Regions from separate parts of the Gossypium hirsutum genome. Here region 2 is linked to region 1. A link is a contact called in public Hi-C data. All regions are on one chromosome and are shown on one strand. Each heading gives the region's core, a stretch centred on a gene start, on an enhancer-like site or on the middle of the called end of the contact. The rest is flanking DNA. Distances are from core to core; before and after follow the strand shown.

What was found. A called contact is a pair of places that touch in the nucleus more often than the background predicts.
Region 2: a Hi-C map of leaf shows a contact between it and region 1, with 2.1 times the contacts expected there. The contact joins the promoter of LOC107937007 here to the promoter of LOC107942938 in region 1. A contact is called at or near these places in 2 of 34 Hi-C or Micro-C datasets (both in leaf).

The regions. Positions count from the first base shown.
Region 1 is chrA07:16,424,392-16,432,242 of Gossypium_hirsutum_v2.1, forward strand. It overlaps LOC107942938 (exocyst complex component EXO70H1), which reads right to left and starts at 4,978. Exons shown (of 1, transcript XM_016876675.2): 1 at 2,385-4,978. The coding sequence starts at 4,436. The coding sequence ends at 2,604.
Region 2 is chrA07:16,637,296-16,645,146 of Gossypium_hirsutum_v2.1, forward strand. It overlaps LOC107937007 (protein SOSEKI 2), which reads left to right and starts at 3,293. Exons shown (of 5, transcript XM_016869819.2): 1 at 3,293-3,568; 2 at 3,642-3,904; 3 at 4,260-4,329; 4 at 4,420-5,295; 5 at 5,914-6,574. The coding sequence starts at 3,661. The coding sequence ends at 6,064.

The DNA of each region.
Region 1 (7,851 bases), core at 3,728-6,227:
AATGAAAATGTTGTTGAGCTGGACGTGGAAAATATGTCAGTTGATGCTGCATACAGTAATGTCAATAATTCTGAATTTAGTAATCCTTACGTCAACGATGTATTGGATGATGCCAATGTTCAAGAAGATGATGATTTTGATTCCAACCAAGGCATCCCACCTAATACTGTTGCAAACTTGGCTTATTCTAGCGGACATAGTTTGGTTCTTTCGTTGCATAAACCTCCGTGTCGTAGATGAGATACATGCCTTAAAATTTCCAAAATATCCTTATATAGTATGGATCCACATAATGAGTTCTGATGTGCATTTTGGAAATTCGGGCATAAGTTTAAAATTCTCGATGAAGGAGGATGTAGCATGAGTCATGAAGAAGCTTAGCTTTAAAGTCGCCGTAGATTTCAAAGTCCTGATATCTACGTGTGCAACCATCTCAACGTTTCTTCCTAAAACCTTGTCTTCATAGATTTTTTTGATTTTATATCTATTTAATCTAAATTTGAATTAATTCAAAATCTTAAATTTCAAACAAAGATTTTTTTTAAAAAAAAATAAAACTATAAAATTAAAGCAAAGCAATGGAGGCTTGCTCTATTTAAGAAATTTATTTGCACATATTGAATTGTTTATGGTTAAAAAGTTAGGTCAAAAGTAGATGGTGTTCAATGAGCAAGTCTATAATATATCCACTCATTGCTCATTTTGAATTCAGTAAAGTGAAGCAGTTTAGGGTTCCTTTCATACATGGCCCATCAGTTATGCTTTCTACTTTGGAACTTTCTTGAAATTTGAATCATCATTCTTGGCTTTCAATTTTAAACTAATATTCAGTAGTTTCGGTTTTGTTGTTATTAAAAATTTTAACTATTCATCAACTTATATCGGTGTTTATGGGCTTCTACCAAGATTTTAATATTTTTAAACCATTTTATCCTAACTATTTTTATTCTTATAATATTCAACTTAATTAATAATTTTAAAATGTACATGAGGTGATTCAGTTTTGTATGTCTCTTAAGCCTTTCATCTTTGACTGCAAACTGCTATGTGTCTTGTCCGTCTATACATACATTATCATCTTCAAACGTACGGTGTCGTGTCCTGGTAGATTACGCCTTCCACGGATAATTCAACCTATAGTTCCACCTCTCTACCTTAATCTTCAACTCTATCTTTTATATGCAGCTTGTTGAGGGTCGACTCGTTTGATAAAAGTCTTTAAAGTATCGTTTTTAGGTAGTGGTTAGACTCTCAACAAATAAAGTTATTATCTCAGACTCGAGATCGTCATAGTTTTGTTTCTCAACTCTCTGAAGATCCTTAAGAATTCACAGAGTAGAAGGATCTTGGTTGGTAGAGAAAATATGTACTTGAAAGACACGTAGATAATTAATCAATGAAGTCGAGCGCAATGTGAATCGAACCACCAACTAAGGCATAACTAGCCTTTTCAAGTACGTATTCTCTCCACCAATTGAGGCGCTCCCACTCTGTGAACCCTCGGGGCTCTTCGCGGAGTTGGGAGACAAAACTCAGGTCCCAAGTTAATTCCTACGATTGTTGGGGGCTGTATAGACTACCCAACGGACAACACTTCGGAGACTTCTCCCATAGAAGTTGATCTCCCTCAATAGAGTCAAATTCAATCAAAAGCAAAGATAGAAATTTTTTTTTAAGGAAGACAAGAATTAAGTTGTATATTTTTACTATAGCAGAAAGGAAATTTCACTATATTAATAGTCTTTATGTTTATACTTCTTTCCCCTTAAGGGATAAAGGGACCAAACCCTTATTTATATACAAAATTGATAGGAAACAAAAAGAAAAGTCTAAAAATGAGGGAGGGGGAGCTGGAAAAGTAGAAAAGAAGGGGAGCATGTGATTTGCATCGGTCGGATGACTAGCCGTCGACGTGACCAGATGATCACAGTCTTTCTTTCTTTTCTGTTTTTCCAGCTTTTTTTTTTCTTTTTCATTCTTTTTTTTACTAACACAATTAGTTTTTTCTTTTACTTTCACTGATGCCGCCTGACAGATCAACAACACTATTGATATTTTTTTGTTCTCTTATATATCTGTATTTTCTTAGATATTTTTTTAAAAAAAATACATATCGGTGTCACCTGACACGGTAACAATTTCAAAAAAATTCTTTATTTTTTAAAATATAAAATTGACTAATGGTTGGGGGAAAGGGTGGTGCGGTAGATATATCATACAGCCTATTTTTGTAAATTATTATTTCATTCAACCATTTTCAAAATTAATTATTTTTTATATTATTTTTGTAAAAAAATCGCATTTCACAATGGCATATCTTAAAATATGAATTAACAAATCCAAATAATAATAATAATAATAATAATAATAGACAAATCAAAGAATAAATCAAAGAATTTTATATTGTACAAGTGATTTACTTAGGTGCCATATATCATAAAAACGGCTAAATTCTATACACGTGTCTGTCAGATAACTGCACGCTTCTTTACTAATATTTATCCACAAATAAAATTTTTATTTAGAAAAACAAAACCCTAAATTTCCTCACGTTGTCGGCGATTTTTTCCAGGCTCCCACAAAAAAGGAGAAAAAATATCGGTTCAACGACTGTAACCACCACCTTGGCTTGAACTTGACGAAATACTCCCTGAACTTCCGCTCCCAAAGAGCAAATCGGAGCAGTAATTTCCCAAATCATCAGGGGTATATCTGACAAGTGATTCGGCCCACATTTCTTTCATCAGCTGCACTCCGCCGTACTTATCGAAAAACTCCTTGTAGATGGGGCCGATCCGTCTGGCCAACGAGAGCTTTATCTCATCTCGGAGTTTCGGGTCGGTTACGACCCAAGAAGTTTGCTTCTTGTAAGCTTCTTCGAAAGCGGAGTTGAATTTTCTGAAATGCTCTATCACTTGATCAACCGGAATCTCCGCCGTTGGATTTTCCGGCAGAGAGGCAAACACTTTACTCCATCCCATCCTCTCATAATTCGCCGCGTACTTCCTTACTTTCTGTTCGTGCTTCGTCACCCAGTTGTCGCCGAGGAGGAGCTTCAGGTTCGATTGTCGGACTTTGTTGACGACGTATTGGAGATTGTTTGCTAAGAACAAATAAGAAAGCGCCACGTCTTTGTACATCTCGGCTTTACCGTCTAGTTTGCATAGCATGACGAGAATAAGCCAAGCTAACCGGACTGAGATCGGCGAGGAAATGCTCTCCTCCTTGTCGGGGCTTCCGAAGTAAGACTCTGGTAACGGTGATGAAATCTGCAACGGCCAATCGGCGACGATGTCGGAGAGAACGCCGCTGTAATCGGCGAGAAAAGAGATGTAGTTCATGACATAGCGTGTAAGAGGGTGGATTCCACCGCCGGGAACCGTAGTTTTGGATGAATGCTTTTGAATTGCCATTTCAAAGTCCGTTAACATCGTTCTAACGGCATCGCTGAGCCTGATTAAGGAGTTAACGGCGGTCGAGCGGACGGTCGAGGTGGATTCGAAGCTGAAGATTGATTCAATCTCGGGCCAAAGGTCGGAAACCGCCTCATATAAATCCAAGATACGGAACATTTTCTCGGGAGTTTTCTTGCACTTGGCTACATTTTCTGGGAATCCAAACAGAGCCAAAGCTCCTTCCTTTGAAACATCAGTGAAACAAGATTCCCTGATGGAAGACGAAATTGCAAACACTTGATCACAGAGTAATCTCTCTCCATAAAACACAGTTTTAACCGCCCCTTTAACAGCGTTCAGCCAATACTTAATTTTAACCTCCAAAGTTTCCCACTCCATCTTCTGAATCTGCTGAAAACCCAAGTTCCTTTCAACTCCGAGATTATATAGAGCTTCATCGACGATCGATTTCCGAATAGTTCTGTAAATTTTGAAACACTCCTTAGCGTACCCAGCTGATATCATGGCTTCCGCAATGGCTCTTAAATCCGCAATAACAGCCGACGAGCCTCTCTCCACTTCCGGGATGGAATCGTTCTCAGACTCATCTTCTTCTGAATCTGAAAAGCTCGACCTGGAAACCGATGGTCTAGAAGATGAGTGATTGGAAACAGACTCTGGGTCAAGGTAATTCCGGTTGGACTTCAAAATCTGGTAAAACTCCCTCTCGAGGCGTTTCATGGCGGTTTGCATCAGCGTTTGGGCTCGCACAAGTTTATCGGAAGTGGATTCAAGCGAAGCCAAGTATCGCATAGCTTTCTGCAAACCCTTAATGGAACTCAGATACTGTTTGGCTTCATCACGATTGTTTTCGGAGAAAACAGAAGCAATGTTACAGTAGGAGACATGGTCGTCGCCATGTAAGGAATCCCATTTAGTGATGCTAAGTTCAGCAGCTTCAATATTTTCTTCAATTAATGACTCGGTGAAAGTATGGTGATGGGTAGGAGGAGATGGAGATTTGGAGAAGATGGTCCTCATTCCCTTGGTTCTTTTCTTTTTTTTTTTTTAGACAATACAAACAAGTAATTGTTGAAAGCAGGGAGATTGGCAAAAATTAAGACAAAGAAACAAGAAATATGTTAAAGGAATGAAAGAGAGGTGCGTATATTTATAGAAATAGGGACGCAGGAAAGTGTGAGGATACGAGTTAAAAAGCGGTTCAGAGCGAGTGGTCGGAAGGTAACTTAAAATAAGAACACTGTTGTTATGCGTAATGGAGTCCACGCGGTATACGAATCAAACTGTTTCTTTTTGTATTTTAATGAGTATTTGGTTGAGGAGCTGATAGTGACCGGTAATCAAAGAAAGGAGATGAGCCAAACAGCGTATCTTCTTTTCTTTCAATACAAGAAATTACCATGAGTTCAATCGGATCATATTGAGTTCTACATCTCGAAACTGTGAAAAGTATTTGGCATTATCGTTTCGCAATGTAGGACAGCCCCTCTTTTTTGTTTTGTCAATTTCAAGCCACACCAATTTCGGAATTTTTTCAATTAACATAACCCAACTTTAATTCTTGCAGGAAAAATATCTATCATACTTTTTTATTTTACTTTTATGGTTGATGTTTAAGTTTTGTAGTTGTTGGTTTTGATAATGTCTTCTAAGTTTACTGTACAATTATATGCATTATCCACACATGTTATATTATTCCATATACAGCTTTAAAAATTTATCATGTGTCTTTTTTTTAAATTATTTATTTTTTAAATATTTTATTATATTTTTATAGGATAATTGTAACTCTTTAACCTTTATTGTGGAGTCTAAAAATTCCACTAATGTCAAATATTATTCTTTGTCAAAAAATCAAATTATAACATAGGAGATTTGAAATTAATATAAGTGGATTTTTTATAAAAGAAGCTATTTTAGTCATTCATTTAATTTTTTGTCTTTTTTACTTCTTAAATTTATGTTATTTGTCAAATCACTCCAAATAAATAGAAAAACTTACGTTGTGTTAACATTGCTAATGTGGCATACATGTGGATGCCACGTTAGAAATTAATTATTTTTTTAAATTTTTAATTAATTGCTAATATGGCATACACTCAACAAAGTTAATAAGCATTAACTTTTTTTATCTATTCTTGGGTGATTTAACAAACAACGTAAGTTTAAGGACTAAAAGATGTGAAAATAAAATAAAGAACTAAAATAACTTGTTTTTTTTTTGAAGGTCAAATAAATTTTTATGTCTTTTTTTAAAAAAAATTATTTAATGTGTCATCATTTAATTCATTAACAATGCATAAACTGTTTGTATGTATCAATTAGAATATAATATAATTTATTTTTAAATTTGGTATGTTACATTAATAATATGATTAGGAAATTAAATTTGTTTAATGTTCATCCTAAAGTGTTATATTTAGTACTATGTGTTGGATGCAATAATAAAGTATATTGCACTCTTTAAAGAATGAATATTTGAACCTTTATAAGACATTGTTTAAAGATTAGATCATAAAACTTAGAATATTTAAAAAAAAAAACTGTTTTATTTTAGTAAACAATATATTTGTAATATTTAAAAACAATATTATTAATAAAAATAATGATTGTAGTTAGTGTGCAATGTGGGAACAAGTCATGGAATTCCTCCAGCAGCCAGATCTTCCCTTGTTTCTAATGCATTCAACAACAAAATGAATGGTGATGGCTGCGATAAAGCTTTTCTGCGTCTGGTTTTGCAGCCATTTTGGTGCAAAAAAAAAAAAAACCAACTTGTCAGGTGCTTGAATATAATAATAAAATCAAAGGGGATTGAGGAATGTTTGAATATGAAGCAGCTCATGCTTGTCCCTGGTTTTCTAAGATTTGGATTAGGAGAATATATTGGCATTCATGAAATTTTTTACCTTTGGAAACTTCGCTTGTCCTTTAATTGTCGGAATTCAGGAACTCTCTGATTCCTCATTATTCTGGAAGCATGAATCGTTTTTAAGTAATGGAGTTTCAAATGTATTTACATTTTCTTTTTCGTATTTAAATTTTAACATATTTATAATTTATATTAACTTATAACATATTATGTATATTTTTTGAGCAGACTTATTAATATTTTATTTACTTACAACGAATTCAACAAGACGAAGTCTGAAGTAAATAAAAACGGAGGGAAGGAAGGTTGCTTCATATGTATTGATGTTCTACATTCCAAATAAAAGTTATTACTAGAAGAAAAGGAATGGTCGGCCAAGTGGGCGTAAAAGCAGTCTATAATATTTTTACCTTTTCTATTACATCACAAAATATGTCATTCCCAATTCCCACTTCCCACCTCATTGCTTTCTTAATATCTATCTTTCAAAAATATTATAGTTGCTATTTAATTTTTTTTTTATGTTTAGTTGAAGCCCTTTGTCAGGTACTTCTAAATTAATACTATTAATTTTTATTGATCTAGCACTTATAGTCAATTTAATAGTGACACATAACAATTTTTCATTATTTCATATAATGAACATAAATTAATAAAATTTTAAAAATCTTTAAAATTAAATAAATGAAGAGTTAAATTTTTGTCTAGGTTCATTTTTAATGTGAACGGAATATATATATATTTTTATATTTTTAAGTTTTTTTTTTAATTTTTTAATTTATTTTTATCACATGGTATATTGAGAGGCTATCACGTGTCACCAAAAAATTAGTCATCAGTGCCACATTAACATAAACTAACGATGTTAGTGTGGAGGTAGTAACTTAGGTGACGAAATATAAGTTTAAGTACCAACTAAGTACTTTTGGACAAATTCAAGGAACAAACTATACATTAACCATTTTATTTTCTAAAGTAGACAACTTGAAACTCTTATAATTTATTTTTAACAAGAAGAACGAAATATTTTTACTTATTTTTATAAGAATTTTTACTCATTTTTTTAATTTTAAATTTAAAGTTATATTAATTATTTTTTATTTTATATCTAACGATGTTATTATAACAAACTATCACTGAAATGATATAGTATAGCTTGTTATAGCAATTAATATATATATATATATATACATATAGACCTTTTCCTAGAAATGATTAAAGCATATATGCTAGAGTTGAAAAACAAATGAAGTAGTACGTGCATGAAAAGAAAGCAGGAGAAGATGGTCAAAACATAAATTATTAACAAATGCTTTACCTTTACATGTCATGTTTCCACTAACATTTCTTCCCATATAACTCATCACCTTCTGTTTTTTTACTTTCAACCATTGTAATATATTTTACGCCTTTTCAGGCCTCTGCTTTCTTTCCCCCAATTTTCTATTTAGTACAATTCCTTTTTTTTTTTTTAATTTTATTATAGTATAATATCTAAATTTAATTATAGTTTCCCTCTAATATATAAATAAAATGAAATACGCTTCAATACATTCGAATTTA
Region 2 (7,851 bases), core at 2,043-4,542, 210 kb after region 1:
ATGGTATACATAAATAGATTTAAAGGGAAAAATATAAACATGTTTGCAAGGGAATTCAAATAAGTAATTCAATTAAATTATGTATATATATATAATATAATAAAGAAAATAAAATAAAATAACAAAAATGAAAAATGAACAAAGGGAATACAAGAAATTAAAATCAACCTTTTTTTTGCTTTGGATTTTTGATCTCTATGTGAAAATATAATGTTTTTTTTTATCTCTCCTTCCCCTTTACATTTGGTTTTATGATGGCTTTTATAGCCTTGTTACAACATTTTTTTTATTATTTACTATATTTTCTTTTTACAAGTGGTAGACAAAAGAGGAATAGGGCGGCGCTTAGGGCGGCACATAAGGGGAAGAGGTTAGGTTTTTTTCTTTTTCTTCATTTTTTCTTTTCTTTTTTTATTTTTTATTTTGAGTTGTATTTGGGCTTGGGGTATTTTGGGTTTTAGTTGAGTTTTGATATTTGGGCTGTGATTTTATTGGGCCCCGGGCAAAATTTGGGTCTTACAAATAGCAATTAAGAAATTGAAATAGTATGATATGAGAATTGAAAGTGTTATGAATGATGCATTTATGAAATTGATTATTTGTTGAATGATTTTGTTTATGTGTGATTATATAAATAAATATTATAAATTCTTGTTTAATAAATATTCGGATTATAGAAATACCACTGAGTTTATACTCAGTGTACGGTTTGTTTCCATGTGCAGGTTAGGTAAAATCAGATTATTGAATCAGCATCCAAAGCTAATCCCGAGCTCAAAGTGGTGAATTACATTTCCTTTTTGGTAAATGGCATGTACCTAGGTTGTTTGTGTATGTCATTTTGAGAAATGGTTTTAAATGATGTTATAATATGATAATATTTTAAAATATATGAACTAATGTGTTATGTATTATTGCTATCAAATGATATGTTTTGGTTCAAATAAGTACGAATATAGAATTAGTTATTGGTATACTATTAGATTAATTAATACAGGTAGAGTATCTATGAATGTACATTAGTTAGTTTATTAGGTTGATGATTGAGCATGATTTAGGTATATTTATATATGCTTTGGGACTTGAGGGCTCATTAAAGGGACGTTATAATTAAATTGCGATATATATGCTAAATAATTATGTGATTGCCCGTATTTGTTCTGAACTTTCTGGTAATGCCTCATAACCCTGTTCCGACGACGGATAAAGGTTAGGGGGTGTTACATTAGCATTACCGTAAAAAAGTATTATGGAAAGTTGAAATCTTTATTTTAACATGATGTAAGAAAATAAAAATAAGTTAATTTAAAATTATATTCAAATTTATTAATATTACAATAGATGAAATTTAAATTTTAAATGCTCAATAAGCAATTAATTAAGTAATTAATATAAATTATTTGTAAATTGGGTAAACTATACTATAGGTCACCCAATTATGGGCCATTTTCTTTTTTTACTCACTCAACTATAATTTTTTTTTAAATTGGTCATCCAACTAATTGAGATTGTTTTTTTTTTCTTATCCATTTCCCTGAATTGCACTAACAAGAGAGTGATATGACAATTGAAAAATTAGTATAATAATAAATTTAGTCATCAACTTTTACATATTATATCAATTTAGTCATAATTTTAAAAAATTAACCCTCAAAATTTATAAATAGTCTCAATTTGATCCTACTTCTAAAAAAAATATAAAAAATATAAAAGTAAATAAATATTTTTGAAAAATATATAAAAAATTCAAATTTTATTTTAATATTTATATTGATATTAAATAATAGAAAGAAAAAAACCCTCTCCTCCCCCACCGTCCCTTTCCCTCTCTCTCCCCCTCTCTATTGTTGCTGTTGCTGCGGCAATAGAGGTTTCAAAAAAAGGGTTCTATGAAAACTAAAATGGGAAAGGAATATTCTGGTTTTCATGCATCATCTAAAGAGTAAGCTTGAAAAGTATTCATGTATTTATTTAATATTTCAAAAAATGGGGTGGAGGGTTTTTATTTAATATTAATATTAACATTAATATAATATTTAAATTTATTATTATATTCTTTGAAATTATTTATGTATTTTTATATTATATATTTTTTCAATAATCATTTTTTATTTTTTTAAATTTATTATATATTTTTAAAAATATTTATGTATTTTTATATATTTCTTAAAAAATAATTTAGAATTAGGATGGGCAAACTTTTTTTATTATATTGACTTTTCAATTGCCATGTTACCTTCCCGTTGTGTAATTAATGGAAATAAATAAAAAAAATCTCAATTAATCGGGTGAAAAAAAATTCATAATTAAATAACCAAAAAAGAAAATAACTCATAAATTAATTAGATTACTCGTGGTGTAACTTACTATTGTAAACTTTTAATTTGAATACATAAATCATATTCTAGGTATTAAAACAATCCTTGCAAATTCAAATATATAAAATGTTATATAAGCTCTGAGTTGTTAGTTACGAGACAACTTAACACTGACTAAAAATTTAAAATTTAAACAATTAAAAAATATCATTATAGGGTGTTTTTATTTTTTCTTAAATTTATATACAATTTATAAAAAAATAAATTAAATAAAAAATAAATATAGAAATAACTTAATTTTACTATTTCAACCAAAATTTTATTATTTTTTTGCATAAAATTTATTTTTCGCACATACTATGCCATACTCTAATATTTATAATAAACCAAAAAATAAATAATTATATATTCAATATAAATATTACAAAAATACATATATATTTAATATTTAAAATTCAAAGTAAATTCTTTAAGCATTTAAAAAAAAAGGAAATTTAAAAACTCTACCACCAAATTAGCTTTTATTTTTGGTTTTTTAGTATACTCCTTATCTATTTATGGTTCGTGTTTAAGGTATGTTATTGTCCCTCCTAAAAATACTGTTTTCTAAATTCAAATGTGAATTACAATTTCATCTCACAGTTAGTTCAAACTAGTTTTAAAAACAATTTAAGTTTTTTATTTGTCCATAAAATTAATTTAAGTTGAAGATAGAATTTAATGATAAAAACTAATTATTTAATATTAATTAGGTCTAATGATTTATTTGATCTTTTTAACTTTTTAAATTTAATTTTTTTGTGTCTTTTAATTTTTGAATCCGTATTATTTATTGATTTTATTGACATAGCAATACACATATATATCACGTTTATAATTAATTAAATTTGAAAAACTGAGTTTTGTATAAAAATACTTTAATTGTCAAGCTTCATATCTACGTTCTTCCCAAGTCCTAAACAAAAACGTATGGTAAAGGTAGGACGGCATTGTTTGGCTTAGGCTTAGCTATTTGCACTTTTTAACTACGTAGATACAAATAAATAAGCAAACTGGGAATTTGACTCTCAATGCTCCATATTGCGACAACTGAAATCAATATCTCCCTTTATCTTTTTCCTTCCTAACTGTTGTCTGCTGCACCCTCATTTTCAACTCTTTTCTTCTCTTCTCCGTTTCACACTTTCTCTTCTCTTTCCTATAAAATCCAAATCTACCCCTTTCTTCTCCGCTAGCTTTTACTTCCTCAGGTAAACTCACTTTCTCTCTCCTCTCCCCTCTTCATTCTCTCATTCTCTCTGTGTTTCTTGTTTGGTTTTGCAGATAGAGAAAGTTGCTTGCAATGGCGGTCAGTTCTTCCAGAGGAACAACTACAGAGTTTGGGGTTGTTTCAAGGAAATGGAAAGAGAGAGATATAAGCCCTGAAAGGCACAAAATCTGGATTGAACCCAAGTCTCACCCCACCACCACCAACAGCTCTGAAAAGAAAGTTTCTGTTGTTTACTATTTGTCTAGAAATGGTCAGCTTGAACACCCACATTTCATGGAAGTTCCTCTCTCTTCTCATCATGGCCTTTATCTCAAAGGTAAATGCATTTGGTTTCCTTTCTGGGTTCAAAATTAGCACAACTTCCTTTCATTTCAAGCATTCTCTGTTTGGTTTGTAAGAAAGTTCAAAATTTTAAATTTACTTTCACGTCCCAAGAAATGCTTTCTGCCAAATGGTCGTGCCCAGCTCCATAGCTGACAAAAGACCCAACTTTCTGTTTTCTCGTAAAGAATAAATTTGTTAAAAGAAGTGATCTTTTTTTCTGGTTCCTTGTTTTTCTAATCAAAACCTTTTCTTCTCTTTGTTTGGATGCCGAGAAAAAGCACCCGATTTTATTCTAAATTTCGAGCAAATTGAATCTAAAATTATCTCGTTTTCCTTTCATCTTTCAGATGTAATCAACCGCCTAAACCTCCTTCGAGGCAAAGGCATGGCTAGCCTTTACTCCTGGTCCTGCAAACGGTAACACTCTCATTCATTCCTAACCGTCTGATCACATCCCCTCACCCTCCGATATTTAATATTATTCAGTGTTGGTTTTCCTAAACTCAGGAGTTACAAAAACGGCTTTGTTTGGCACGACTTAGCGGAGAACGATTTTATTTACCCATCTCACGGCCAAGAATACGTTCTCAAAGGATCGGAGGTTCTGGACCATCCGATAAACACTCAATCCTTGGAAGTAAAGTCGTCTTCTTTTCGGCTAACAAAACCGTTGGAGAGTCAAAAATCCGAGAACGGTCATGATTTTCCGTCAATCAGACGGCGGAGGAATCAGTCTTGGACTTCCATTGATCTCAACGAATACAGAGTTTATAAGGCCGAGTCTAGTTCCGATTCAGCACGGAGACTCGCTGCTGATGCGTCGACTCAGACTGATGATAAGAGGAGAAGGAGAAAGGCGATGGTTAAGCAAACGGAGATTGAGGAAGTGCAAAGTGAAAGTCAAGAGTTGGAGCAGAATCAAACTTCGGAGCTGAACAGGGAAGAGATTTCACCTCCGCCGTCGGATTCGAGTCCTGAGACGCTCGAAACCTTGATGAAAGCTGATGGACGGCTGAGATTGTGCAATGGGGGTAACGATGATAACTTGAATAAGACTTCTGAGGGTTGCCAAAGTGGTAGAATAAAGGCGCCGTCTGTTTTGATGCAGTTGATATCCTGCGGTTCCATCTCGTTCAAGGATTGTGGACCAAGTTCGGAGAGGGATCAAGGGTTCTCGTTGATAGGGCACTATAAATCAAGGTTACCTCGTGGAGCAGGTGGGGATTGTAACGAGGTGGGAAAAGATGCAGGGATTGAAAGGGATATTGGGAGCTTCTCAAGGGTAAGATTGGAAGATAAAGAGTACTTCAGTGGGAGCTTGATTGAGACCAAGAAAGTTGAAGTTCCTGCCTTCAAGAGATCTTCTTCATACAATGCTGATAGGTAACTTTGTTAAAGCATTTCATTTCAGATTAATGCTTAATAGCTTTGAATTCCCAGTTAGTATGATTCAAGCTTTTGTTATGTAGAAAGGAAATAGCAGGCATAAACCAAATTCTACATCTTGATATGACTCGAAGTGGGGGATGACTCAAGCTTTGAATTTTAAGTTGAAAATGAACTGTTGTTTACCTGCAAAACAAGTAAAGTTTGTTCTCACATTTCCTGGGAATTTATGTCTGAATGAGACCCTAGTTGGCCTTTTCTGTGTCTTGCTTGTAAGATTCGTACTTGTCTTTAGCAATAAGCCAGCTAGAGCTATTCATTTTTGTTGCAGAGGTACAATCTATTGTTCATCTACTGGAAACATTAGATGAATATCTCCGTTCATTTAATGATGGATCATATAAATTCTGGCCGTCCACATTCATAATACACATATTCAAGACCAATGGTCCTATAATTGGGGTAAAACAAACAAATTCTGTTAAGATTTTAAGCTTATAATCAATTGGTGTAAAACAAATAGACTAGCATTTATTCTAGTTAGATTGTTTTTTTTTTTGTTCTTTTTTTGATTGCTTGTTCATTTGATTAATTTGGGAACTTTGGAATCATCAGGAGTTCGCAGTTGCAGTTGGAAGAAAAGGAGATGGATGGCGTGCGTGCTAAGTGCATACCAAGGAAGTCGAAAACTGTGGCAACGAAGAAAGAGGGCAATATGAATGGAGATATATGTGGCGAAAATGGAAGCAAAAAGCATGAAGTGTAGGGTCGGCATTGTGCATTGGTGATTGGATTTGGTATGTGAATTGTAGTAGTTTGGCGACAAGAAAGAGAGAGAAAGAAGTGAATGAGAATAGAGAAATATTGCAAGACAAAGTAAGCTAAGCTTGCAATGTATTGCATGGCACGGCACGGTGAAAGCCCCCACAATGAGAGGGACAATAGGGTTGGGAATCTTGTAAAGGCTCCTTTTTGTTGAAAGGGTGTAAAAATTTTGTCCATTTCAGTTTGGAAAGTTTGAGCTAAGGTCAAATTTTGGTGCCTTGATTTTTGTGGGAGCTTTTAGCTGACTGGGTTAAGCTTGTGTTAATTTCAATGTATTGGCACTAACCTCTAGTAAATTTAGGGTCTTATGACTATAAGTTGGTTTGACTTTTGAAAACATGGGAAATGGAATTTCATCCTAGATATTATCACCTGCTTTGTTATTTGGATCCCATTGTAGGGAAGTTGTGTTTTTTAATGGAGATTGGAGCTTTGAGACTTGAAACATGTACACTAAGAAAGTTCCAACATTTTGTTACAATATGTAACACAAAGTCTACTTTTTCTTCAATACTTGTGAAAATGACTACAAATCGCCTGTTAAAATATAGTTCTAATTGGTCCTCAGCTTATTGCATTTTCATAAAACGCATCACCATAACCATTTGATTTTCAAGGCTTTTGTCAACAATATTGATAAGTGGAATTATAACGAGACTCAACGTTGGAATATAAAACAACCATGAAAATGACGAGCGATAACAAATAAAAGGAAGAAAAATGTTGCAGCACCCCCATATGCCTTGCATTGCATTATTCGAAGCAAGAGCGTTGAAGTGACCCATAGGCTGCCAGCAGTTCAAGCCCGACAATGTCTACTTTTAGAGGGTTTCCAGATTTTGATGATTCCTGTTTCCTGCCTTTGACAACGCTTTCATATGTAGGGTTATTTTAAGACTATTTCTTTAAGCACACTAAAACTGAAATTATTTTTCCATAAAAAAAAGAGCCCCTAGATTTTATTGGGAAAAACGGTCAACAATATTTCAGAAGGGTCGGTGAATTTGGAAGCTTAACTATATTAATTTTCTCTGATTTTCTTGTCAATTGTTTTGTATTTTCAATGACAAGCATGAACTATATTTACTTAAATATTTAAACATGAATTATTGTAATCTTTTATTTCATTTTTTAACAAGGTTTATTAATTATTAAACGAATCAAATTAATCTATTCAATCTGTCTTTTTAATTTTAAAAAATAAAAAATATTAAAAATATTTCCTTGTTAAAATTTAATCTTTCTTTTATTTTTTATGAGATTTATGACTACTCATTCATATTGTCTCTAAATATCCTCCTTAAAAATACAACGTGCCTTATTATTGCACTAATACTGGTTGGTTACATCCTTTTTCTTTATTGATTACTAAGACTATACCTACCAAAAATACACTCACAATTTCTATTAAGTTTCTAGCCATTTGTGTAATTTACCAATCCCCCCACTCTTTGTTTGATACCGACAATTGGGATTGCTATTTTTTTTTTTCTTTTTGGGGCTGGGGTAAATAATGTTTGGGCGGGTTTTAACATTGAGCTTTTGTTATTAGGCTATTTAATTTTTTTTCTCCATTTGTCCTAGGTTAATTTAGTCTAAATATCCGGTTTTTTTTCTGATTTTTTTAGTAGTCGGTTAGTAATTCAAACAAGTTTTTAGGGTTCTTTGAGAACTATTGTACCAGCTGATCCGGTTCGATTTCGACATTATTATTTTTTAATTTATTAA